2 separate regions of the Zea mays genome follow, and region 2 is linked to region 1. Evidence: chromatin contacts called from public Hi-C data. All regions are on one chromosome and are shown on one strand. The core of a region is the stretch at or near the end of the contact, and the rest is flanking DNA. Distances in the headings are between cores, read along the strand shown.

Evidence for each region. Hi-C and Micro-C count contacts between places; a contact is called where the count stands out from the background.
Region 2: a Hi-C map of ear shows a contact between it and region 1, with 1.5 times the contacts expected there. The contact joins two enhancer-like sites. A contact is called at or near these places in 2 of 25 Hi-C or Micro-C datasets (ear and tassel).

The regions. Positions count from the first base shown.
Region 1 is chr10:110,766,215-110,771,603 of Zm-B73-REFERENCE-NAM-5.0, reverse strand. It overlaps a transcript of LOC100217064 not described here. Among protein-coding and RNA genes, the nearest start is that of LOC100217064, 9.7 kb to the left of the region's middle. Within about 2 kb of position 3,328, at least 19 of the 20 cell types and tissues checked have an H3K27ac peak or open chromatin away from gene starts, as enhancers often do. A contact at or near this core is called in ear, where this site is marked.
Region 2 is chr10:111,494,959-111,500,977 of Zm-B73-REFERENCE-NAM-5.0, reverse strand. No RefSeq gene overlaps it. Among protein-coding and RNA genes, the nearest start is that of LOC100383202, 6.6 kb to the right of the region's middle. Within about 2 kb of position 3,832, at least 3 of the 20 cell types and tissues checked have an H3K27ac peak or open chromatin away from gene starts, as enhancers often do. A contact at or near this core is called in ear, where this site is marked.

The DNA of each region.
Region 1 (5,389 bases), core at 2,079-4,578:
GTGCTAAACATTAGTAATTGTATTCAAACTTTAGCTCTCTATTTGAAAGAACTAAATTTTAGCACCTTGTTGAAGTTTAGCACATGGGATCTTGGATTGTATTCCACTGTTCCTGGCTTCATTCCACATGTGGCCTTGTTGCCAAGCGAGCTATGAACATTCCTGAGTTACTATTTGCAGTTGCAGCTTGATTGCCCTGCTGCAGAATACAGAGTAGCGCATGTGCTGGAAGTACGATGGTCACAGGATCACACGATTGGGTGTTCCCTTCGTCCGTAACGCGCTACAGAAAATTTCGTTTCTTGTATTTCATGATTCATCTGAACCACGATCAAAGCTTCAACTACTGCTGGCCCCCATTAGAACATGGAGATGTTCCACTGGAATAAAAGCTTAGGGCTTATTTGGTTGTGTATACGTGGCACCTGTAGAGGCGAGACAGACACGTGGGGTAGTCCGGATAGTCCGCGTGTAGACCATGTCAGAGGAGATAACCTTTTTTCGTGCGTGTTTATCCAACTAATTACGTAAATTATGTCAGAGAACACATATGAACAGGTCCAGACCCCCCTATATATAAAGGGGTACGTCCGATTACGGGCATTCCTAATCGAACCAATCAATCAATATTTCATTTCTTTTACTTTCTTGCCCATGTGGTGATGTTTGTCATGTATAAAGCGCACTCATTACATTTAGTCTTATCGGACATCACGATAAAAGCTCTAGCAAACTCTAGCTTCCTAAACGTGCTCTCATACTTGCTCTTGTAATCTTTCCTCTCACGAGCAGCAAACATAAACAGCTTATTGTCACATCCGGATTTAAGGACGAATTCAGATGCGTCTCAAATGTATGCTAGGATAAAGTCTCACACATATGATGAATCATGGTACAGAAATCAATGTCACATCTTTATTATATAATAGAAGTTCTATACAAAATAGCTAAATAAATACATTATATAACGACAACGATCCTCTTCAACCATAGCTGACTGGGAGACAATAGCCTAGACCTCTCCTAACCCATCGTAGCATTCTTCATGCTCCTTAGGGGTACTTGTTCTTGACCTCGTGTTATTATAGCAAGAGTGAGCTCTCATACGGTCATCGCTCAGCAAGTGGGGGGAAGTGTAGTGTAATACTTATCAAGCAGAATGGTTAAAGCTGAGTTGCTTTTAATAAGTTGGTCAAAATTTTATTAGTAATTACTAAGTTTAAGTACATACCAACCCAATTAAATAAGAGATCACAATCAATAATAAATCTCACAATGTAATGCAATGACATGTTAAGTTTAATTCCATAAGTTACTCATGTGAGCGTTCGAGCCACTCTTGACCGTGAGCATGACTGATATACCAGTTTCACACTCTGCAAAGGTTGCACATCTTTACCCACAAATCGTGTTATGCATTTGCCAAGGGATTGGACTTCCCATTCATATCTACCAAAGAGACGAGGCATGATAGCACTACAGGACCTTTACAAAGTTCCACGAGAAAACCTGTTATGAATTCAGGCAGATGGGGCATAGGCCATGTTCCACTGTCTGTAGCCCTATCGCAGTAATTACAACAGTACTATGCTTGTGCAACTCCTCCCCACTTGGCCCTTTAGGGTAAGGCTCTAACATACCAGCTTTCCTAGTTAATTGGCCAAGGGCATCCCATACCAACCTTGTAGTAACACTGTTTTTCTCTCGGGTGGTTCTCCATATTCTATTTAACAAAATGATCTTATCACGAGCAGTAAATAATCCAACAACAATAATAATAGAGCATGATCATCAATCATAAGTAGCATTAATCCAAAATTAGGTAGAGCATAGCAAGACTACCCAATAATTCATTTGTTTGCAAGGTGTAGGGTAAACAAGCTAGACAACCTGTTAGGTCCCATCAGTTTAACCTGATTATGCCACGGTGATTAATCATGAACATTATTAGGTCAAAGAATGTGATCAAGGACACAACTTGCCTTTTTGGTGCAACTCCAGGTACTTCTCCAATTGAAGCCTCAGGTTCCTTGTGACCTCTCGTCTATTCGCAGCGGTATGAATATGTCGGTTTGAGAACCACTAAATTCCGAATTAAAATGTAGGAGATATGATTTTTCGAAGTTTTGGGAATTATTTTGATACTAAAATCATTTTCTATATTCATTTATTATTTTCCTGGTTTTTCTTTTGGACTGCGCTTGAAGCTTTTTTGAAAATTCAGGGGCTGCCCTACAAAAGTTTGGACCCGAATGTAGGGATCTTTCTATTCACATGGATGGCGGGTTAATTTTCACTTCTCCGAGGGGCTCTTTATCAAATTGACTCGGCTGACTCGAGTGCACATGCACTGAACAACCCGATCTCGATCCTACACCTCGATTTACATCGGTCGAAATGTTATTTTGAAGATCTAATCTCTACCATCACTAGACAGATCAACGGTCGAGGACACGCTTCCTTATTCAATTCCCAGACAACGGCGCGCCCGTCCTCCCGTGGTGGAAGCCATCGTCGACATGCGCGAACCTTCGCCCCGACTTGCAATGCTTTGACCCGACGTGGTTGACGTGAGGAAGAGACAATGGCAAACACTGGGGAAGAAATCTCACCGCCGTTGGCGTCGTGGTCAAGCCGGTCGACAGTGCTCTACGGATCAGCGGGTGGGGTGAACTCTGACAAGCAATCCTGGTAGCCCCGACCGCAAATCCGCCCAAGAGAAGTTACATACACCTTTTGCGCGGCTGAGTGAAGCTCTTGGTTTCACACCCGAGGGCAGAACAGCGATGTGAACCCGATTCTATGGTGGTGGATCTCCTCTCGACCCCCAGCGAGCAATAGAGGTGACTCCAATCAACCCCATGGTGTAAGGGTGCTACGCGCGTGATCGGTGTACCTCATCCTTCCACCTCAACCCCTCTGTGAAGACGCAACAACGATAACTGCACGAGTTGGCGTCGGTGGCTTCTCCTCCCCTCTATGCGCTTTTCGCACTCCACACACTATGGTGGTCTTCCTTCCTCCCGGGCGGTGGCTTGCGATGGATGGGAGGGGTTCGCACAGTGCCCATGCTTTATATGGCCGAAGCCACGGACGCTGGCCATACACAATCGGCGGAGTTGGATGAAGTTTGTTGTCATTTGCTCAATTTGTTATGATCCTATCTGGGAAATGGATCTACCACGGCGGACCCAGACATCGGTCAATGGCGCACGATGTTTAAGCATAGGTCGGCTGATGCAGTGGACCCACCTTCCAACGTCTGATTTCCCCTCGCGTGCGGTGTTGTCCTAGGGCAGTGGAGCCCACTTGTCGAGGATGGTGCGGCGAGCGAGCACGAGGCTGGGCCGCGCGAAGAGCAGGTCCACACGCCTGGGCAGGCTCGGGCCAGCGGGAAGGCGAGTTGGGCTGAAAAAAGTTAGCTTGAGAGCATGTCATTTTCCATTTCTTCTCTTTTCTGTTTTTGTTTTTCTATTCTATTTTCAAATTCCTATTTTGAATCTAGTTTTGAAGTTGAGATCCACATATTTGAATGCAAAAACAAAAACACAGCATGATGCAAAGTATATCTTTTACTATTATTATTCTATCGTTTCAAGTAAATGTTCTAGAATTCATACATTTAGTAAAGAATGAATCACACAATTAAATAATTAAGGACTCCTTCATATCATTTAATTGAGACAATGCATTTAAAAATATAATGATTATTATTATTTATTTTTATGTAAAATCATAACTATATAATCTTTACTTAGTTTAAATCTTTAGAGAATATAAAATTCAACCAAGGATAACTTTTATATGAGAAACTTGTTTCCAATTTATTGTTAGAAAACATGTTTATCTAAAACTTGGGTGAATTCTTGCAAACTCACAGAATTAGGATTTTATGGTGTTACACTTATCCTGACTAGCCAAAGTAGTTGTTGGTCACTTGTTCTAAAATGCTATGAATCAAGAATGTAACACCCCTGGTGTTACTGTCACTAAAACTTGAGCATAACATCATGAGCATAAGCATATCATGTGATTGTTACACTTAGAATGCATTCACTAGGCAAAAATTTCAAACAAGTTGTATTGATGTGACTTGTCATGGGTGGAACCCTAGAGTAGGGTACTTAACCCTAAACTGGGCTTAGAAGTGTAAATAAAGCCTAATTGAGAGAAAACTTCAAAACTCATGAGAAATAATCATAAGATATCCCACTTAATGAACTCAAGTAGTGTTCAAACCCTAGAAGTACCAAAAACCCTAAATAGACCCCTGGAAAACCCTAGACAAAAACCCTAAGGGGTTATATGTAAATTTTAACCACTTTTGGACCCAAGTGCAAAAACCAAGGAATTAGGGTACCCTAAAGCATATGGTTCACATATATGAGGATTTCCAAGTCAAAAGATGTGAAATGGGCTTATTTGCAAAAAGCCACTCAATTCCTCTCACATGACTAAGTCTAAAACCTGATGTCGGGTACCGTAATTAGGGGTACCCCAAATGCTCCTAAACGCGGCTAAAAAACATCTTCAGAACAAACCATAAACGGCTGATAAAGTGTGGTTCAAGTCAAGACCTCATCTACCAAGGGACGTGACCTCATCCGAGCCCAGCCTCGGGCAAGGACGGTAGCCCCGGACGGATTCACGCCTCGCCCGAGAGTCCCTTCAGTCAGCAGACGCACCCCCGTCTCACCCGAGACTAAGCTCGGGCAGACTTTGTCGTGCAGCGACCTCGGCCGGATCGCCCTACCAACCGACCGTATCGCATGCACATTTAATGCGGGGATCGCCTGACACCTTATCCTGACACGCGTGCCTCAGTCGGCAAGGTCGAAGTGACCGCGGTCACTTCGCCCCTTTACTGACTGTTCTGACAGGAAAACAACACTGTTCGCCCCGCTCCGGCTACTGTGCCAACCACCAAGGTAAAACTGAGTCGTGATCTCTCACGAGTTCAGCCTCGGGCGCAACAGGGAGCTCCGCCTCGCCTAAGCCTCGGCCTCGGCCTCGGGAGGAGTCTCATCCTCGCCCGACCTCAACCTCGGCCTCAGGAGAAGTCTCTGCCTCGCCCGACCTGGGCCTCGGACCGACTACGCTACAGGGGATACATCATTACCCTACCCCTAGCTAGCTTCCTCAGTCTACGAAGGAACAAGACCGGTGTCCCATCTAAGGTTACTCCGGTAACAGGTAATGATGGTTCCCCGTGTGCGCCCATGACGTCGGTTGCTCTCAAACCCCCTACGGAAGCAAGCAAACGTCAGCAGGATCCATGCCGCACCGCCAGCTATGCTTCTACAGGGCTCAAGGCACTTCTCCGATAGCCACGTTAGCACGCGTATAGGGCTCAAGATGCTTCTCCGCCAGCCACGTTAGCACATAGCTA
Region 2 (6,019 bases), core at 2,583-5,082, 730 kb before region 1:
GAGACCGAGACGATCGTGTTTGCGGCGGCACTGGTGGCGCAGGCGACGTGCGGCCAGTTGCAGTAGGGCATGGAGTGCGACCAGGCGGAGAGAGCGCCCGACGGGTCCTAAAGGGACGCCTTGAAGTCGAGCAGCAGCTCCTGCGACGTCTCTGCCGCCGAAGACAGCCGCGCTGCGCTGGGTGGAACTGGGCAGAGCGGTGGTTTGAGGTGCTTCGGATCGGGGAATGGGGATCGGCAGCCGCCGCTGCTGAAACCCTAGTCTTCTCGGGCAAAGCAGTCATCGCATTCGATTTTATATTATAGTACAGGAGGCGATTTCAGATAATATGACAAATTAAGCGTAAACTTGTGTACAACAAAGCATAAAAGTCTGTTGACATTATATTGAATGGATCAGACGGTGCATCTGAAACATCTTGTGGGCTAGTCGGGTGAGGGTCAGGGCTTTCTCTAGTTAGAGAGAGCCCAGAGCTCCTAATACATAAACTATATATATTACTTTTGTCTCTTATCTCTTTGGATATTTGTAGGTATAGGAATCCAAGGTATGAAATCCCTTTTGTCTTTTAGAGTAGAAAAGATAAGGATAGTCAGAGTAGAACAACTAAAAGGTGAGACACGATCAAAGGAAAGTATAGAAAGAATTAGAGTAAAGGTAAGCAGGTAAGGGTTTTGTCTAAGTCTATCCAAGTTACGTCCTATAGTCAATATTCCTCTGATACCACTTCTGTCACACCCGGTTTTAAAGGTAAACTCGGGTGCGTCTCATATGTGTGCCAGACAAGATCAACACATACAATGACTCAGTGTATAGAGACGAATGTCACAAACTTTATTACATAACGAAAATGCCTTACAAAATAACTGATAATAAATAAATCGAACTAATATTATTTCCTCGGCGCCATCAAGCTGACTGGGAGACAACACATACATCTCGTCGAAGTCGTCGTAGTAGTCCTCCTCCGGTGGCACCTGCTCTTCACCTGTGGAGGGTTTATTGCAAGGGTGAGCTCACAGTGTTCATCGCTCAGCAAGTATGGAGATTAATGTGCATGAGCTCACTTACGGTGGGAGTTCACGTGTAGTGTAAGGTTGAGCAACAAATAATGGTTAAGGTTGAGCATTGTTTTTAACAAGTTGGTCAAAATTTTATTATCAGTTACTAATTATAGGTATTTACCAACTCAATTAAATAACATGTCACAATTAATAATAAATAATCCCACAATACAATGCATATGACAATTAAGTTTATTTCATAAGTTACTCATGTGAGTGTTTGAGCCGACCTTGACCGTGAACACGGCTGATATACCAGTTTTACGCTCAGCAGAGGTTGTGCATCTTTACTCACAAGACGTGTTCCCTCTATCATCTCGGGTGATCGGACCCTTAAATACTACCAATGTGAGTAGGCGAGGGTACAGTGGGAGGCTTTTACAAAGTTCCACCAGAGGAGAGAACCCGCTACGGATTCCGGGACAAAGGCAATATAGGAATGCCTCGTCCGAAAAGCTAAAAAGACAGTCCGACTCGAGGACCTCCCTACACATACACTCGTCCACCCCGCTTGCCCTTTTCGAGAAAGGATTAAGGGCATGTTTGTTACAGCTTATATATTATATAATCTGGATTATAATCTAAATTATATAATTCAGATTATAATCTAGATAGATTATAATTTACATGTAGTTGTTTGGTAGTCTAGATTATTCACAAAGACAACAATACCCTTGTTTGTTTATTTGAGGTGAGGGAAGAAGGATGGCATATATTGTAATTTCTATTTACATAACCATGGGTAGTGGGTCTTTTGCCGAAAATAATCTCAAATAAGCTACTCTTGAGGAGATTATGAAATTATCATAATTTGGGCTTTAGATTATATAATCTAAACCCATAATCTAGGTGTTTGTTTACCTGCTAGATTATATAATCTGGAGAGATTATAATCCAAAACAAACAGGGTGTAACACACACTAGCTTTCCTAATTAATCAACAAAGGGCGTCTCATTCCACCCTGTGGTAGCACTATTTTCTCGGGTGGTTCTCCATGTTCCAATTAACACAATAGTCTTGTCATGAACAGTAAATAATCCATCGACAGTAAATACCATGGTCATGAATAATATGTATCATAACACCCAAAACCACATAGAGCAATAGCAGATACTACCCAATAGTTCAGTGGTAAGCAAGGAGCAAGGTAAACTAAACTAGGGTAGCCTATTAGGTCCCATAAAATTAACCTGAACATGTCACATTGATTAACATGAACATTATTGGGTAAATAAGAGTGATCAAGGGCACAACTTGCCTTCAGCGAGCTCCTCTCAGGATCTTCAACCTGAGACTCATCGATCACTTGCTCGTCTACTCGCAACAATACAAACAAACAATATGTATAGAAGAAATTAACATCACATCAAACATGAGAACAAACCGCATAATAATGATATACGCGTTGCTACAAGATCATAGATTGGAGAACCACTAAAATTGGAGTTATGGTTGAAAAGATATAGTTATATGAACTTTTAGGTGCTAATTATGACAAACCTAGATTATTAGTCGATTTATAAATCAGGTAAGATATGAATTAAAGATCATCTTACTTAGAAACTATCTTCTATCAACTTATAATCATAAACACATTTCTTTGATCGGAAAGATCAACCTACTATATATGTGGTAAATAAATATTTAAATATAAAAGTGTATGACATGACAAAACAATGGTTGTCACTGTATAGCAAAGTTTATTATGAACCTAACGCAATTTGACCGGGTCAATTCGGAGTTAAAACGATGAAGATATGAATTTCCAAGTTATTGGTATTATTTTTATAAGAAAAATCATTTTCATAATTCCTTTATAAGTGAGAGGAGTTCATTTGGTGTGTGGATATTATTTTCCAAAAGTTAAGGGCTAAATTCGCAAGAATTAGGACCTTGTTGTTCTATTCTTTCTATACGAGTACATTGCGGGTTTATTCTTCCAAACTCGAGGGGCTCTTTTATAAAAACTCCACGGCGAAGGGGTACGTTTGTTTCTCAGCCATCCGATCGTGATCTGGCGGTCCAGATTAGACCCAGCCCACACCGAACAGGTACGTAATATAGTCCCTACGATCTCATATCGACGTATGTGATTCAAAATGCCAGAATTTAAATCTCAACCACACACCCGTCGATCCACGACCCAGATAGCCCTTCGGCCGAATCGGTACCCTAGATTCAATCACCGCCCTACATCGCCGAATTAACGACCACCAACCCTCCTACCTACCGACGCACCGCATGGTTGCGCAGGGTGAGGACTACAGGCTCTCCCCACCCGAGGGTTAAGCGTCGAGTCTGCCATGGCCGCTCGGCCGAGGCCCTAGACGAGTGTTCACTCAGGGAATACGTTGCATCCTTGTACATGTGATCTGACCTTGCGACGAAGCTCGACGAAGAGGGGTCAGCGACGCTGCGATGGAGCGAAGCCCTGGCTTGATCGTCGAAGTGTGCCCGGGGCCCGATTTGCGGTGGGTTCGACGCTGCAAAGCGATGCCCTGCATAGTGCGTGGTCGACGTGGCCTGACGACGCTCGATTGAGATAATCCTTGACCCCCCCCCCTCGTTCATGGCGATAAACAAGGTCGTCCTTGTATATATACCCGGAGTCAGGGACTCAGGGGTGCGATTTTGGTCCCAAGCTCCCAATGGCTAACGAGAGGAACTCAACTAACCAAATCCACATCGCTCGTGCGAGCTTAACACGGTAGTGAGAGGAGCTCTAGTGAGGGCAGGTCCACACACCAGAGGCAAGTGGGCAACCAACGCATGAGCGAGCTGGGTAGCGCTATGGCAACAGATGAAGCAAGCGCGACGGGGAGAAAAAGGTAAGGCCTTGTTCGATTAATCCCGTTAGCCACAGATTTGATGGGATTGGAAAAAATTAAGAAGTTTGACTTGCTTGTGATTTAAACCCATCCAATCTCACTCAATCCACATGGATTGAGAGCTAACCGAACAAACCTAAATGGGCCGATGAGGTGAAGTTTCTACCCATGACGCCAACTTCTCCTTTCCTTTTCTTTCTTTTTTTTTATTTCCAAAAATTCAAACTAAACTCTTTCTGTGAATGTACTTAATCAAAGTTTTCTTCCTAGATTTTGATTTTCAAATTCAACTCCAACTAAAGTTCAATCTTCAAAATTAAGCCTTCCAAATAAATAAACTTCAACATAATGCATAATTTCACATATTTATTTAACATGTATTTATTTATTTTTAACAAAAGAAATATGCATTAAAAGTAGAACACATAATCAAAGTAATCTCTATTATTATTCATTGAATGACCCAAGTCTTGAGAATCTCATATTAGGGTTTACATGTTTAAAGGAGTTTTAGTGACATCGAATTATACATTGCTCATTTTTTCCACAGGATTTTTGAAGGAATTATGGAGTTGATTAAGGGGAGTGTTGAAAATCATTATTGGTGACCATAACTGTCATCGGTGGTTACTTACCGAAGGGCCACACCTCTTCTGCGAAGGGACCACACCCTTTCAACATGTCCATTCCCACTGTATATAGGTACAAAGAGATCAATGCAATATCAAAGTTCCATTCTCGATTCCCTTTGTGACATTACATGAAACAAGCACATTCCAATTTCTGGTTTTTCAATACACCCACAGCTGGAAAATGAACCAGTTGGCTAAAGCGTTCGATTTTAGCCGAAGATTTGCATGCAGAATAAATTATGTTGGCTTTGAGGATCTCGGGCAATATGACCAGTAGAGTAATCGTGCTAAAAAAAAACAAGCAAACAGGAAACGACACAAGGATTCAAATACAGAAGCTGCTAATAGATGGAACGGTAGTAATAGAAGAAACCAAATAAACAGTGTTATGTCAACAACACAGGGATGCCACCAAATCAAATCGATGTTCTAATGAACAAACAGGTCAACATGGAAGGCCTTAAAATTTGCCTTCTCCGTATATACCAAGATTGAAGAGAGTAAACAGAGCACAAGCATCATAATAACAAAAAATGTTCTCACTAGTTGCAAAGCAGCACAAACGAAGCAAGAAAAAAAAATCAAAGCACCCCTAGATCATTTCCTTAGGGTTTAGGGGCGCACAAACTGTTAATAAAGAAAGCAAGTGCCACAAGATTTATATAATATCATTGTATTTTCTGTTGACTATGAATTTAAATAGCTACAAACTAAAACTGTTTAAAACAAGCCCAGAATGAACTACATCAATCCATAATAATTGTGTGCACTCAGCTGACAAACTTGATTTATGATTTGCTTCAACCAGTAATCCAGGTTGGCTCAAGCATTTTCATGCAAGAAATCAAAGACAAACCTAAATGGCAAAGTTCATGTTCCACTTAAAAAAACGATATGCCAAAGGCTAAATAAATTTATATTGCAAATTGAGGTGGCTAACGCTCTAGATTCGAGGTCACATTAAACTGAATATAAGCAACCTATGTCTACAATACTATTGGGCCAACAACAGTGAGGCTGCGTCCCACTTAGACACCACAATCATGAAAAAACATCCATCGCAAAACTAACTAGGCTTACATTAAGGGAGAAAGGAAGAAAGCAAGGGAGAAAGGAAACAAATGACAAGGGAAAAAGACTTGTACCCTTAATCATTACATCACATATTTTTTCCCATCTACACAGCACACTGGATAAGAAAGTAACTTCAAAAAATAGACAAAAAGTAGGACAGTTAACACCTAGAAATCTATGAGACAACCCTAGGAAGCTGGTATATCTGCAACATGATGAAGGTTCCTAATGCTGGTTGTGGACTGACTATCGCATTCTTTGACTAGAATAAGCTTATGGTGATATCCTACTTAGAAAAACATAATCGAAGCCAACCTCCAAACCTTCAGACCATCTCACAAATATCATTGTGACAAGTGTCTTGCGCACAGGACTCCAGACTAGATCTGCATGCCAGCATGTCCTACTTGAACCGCAAAC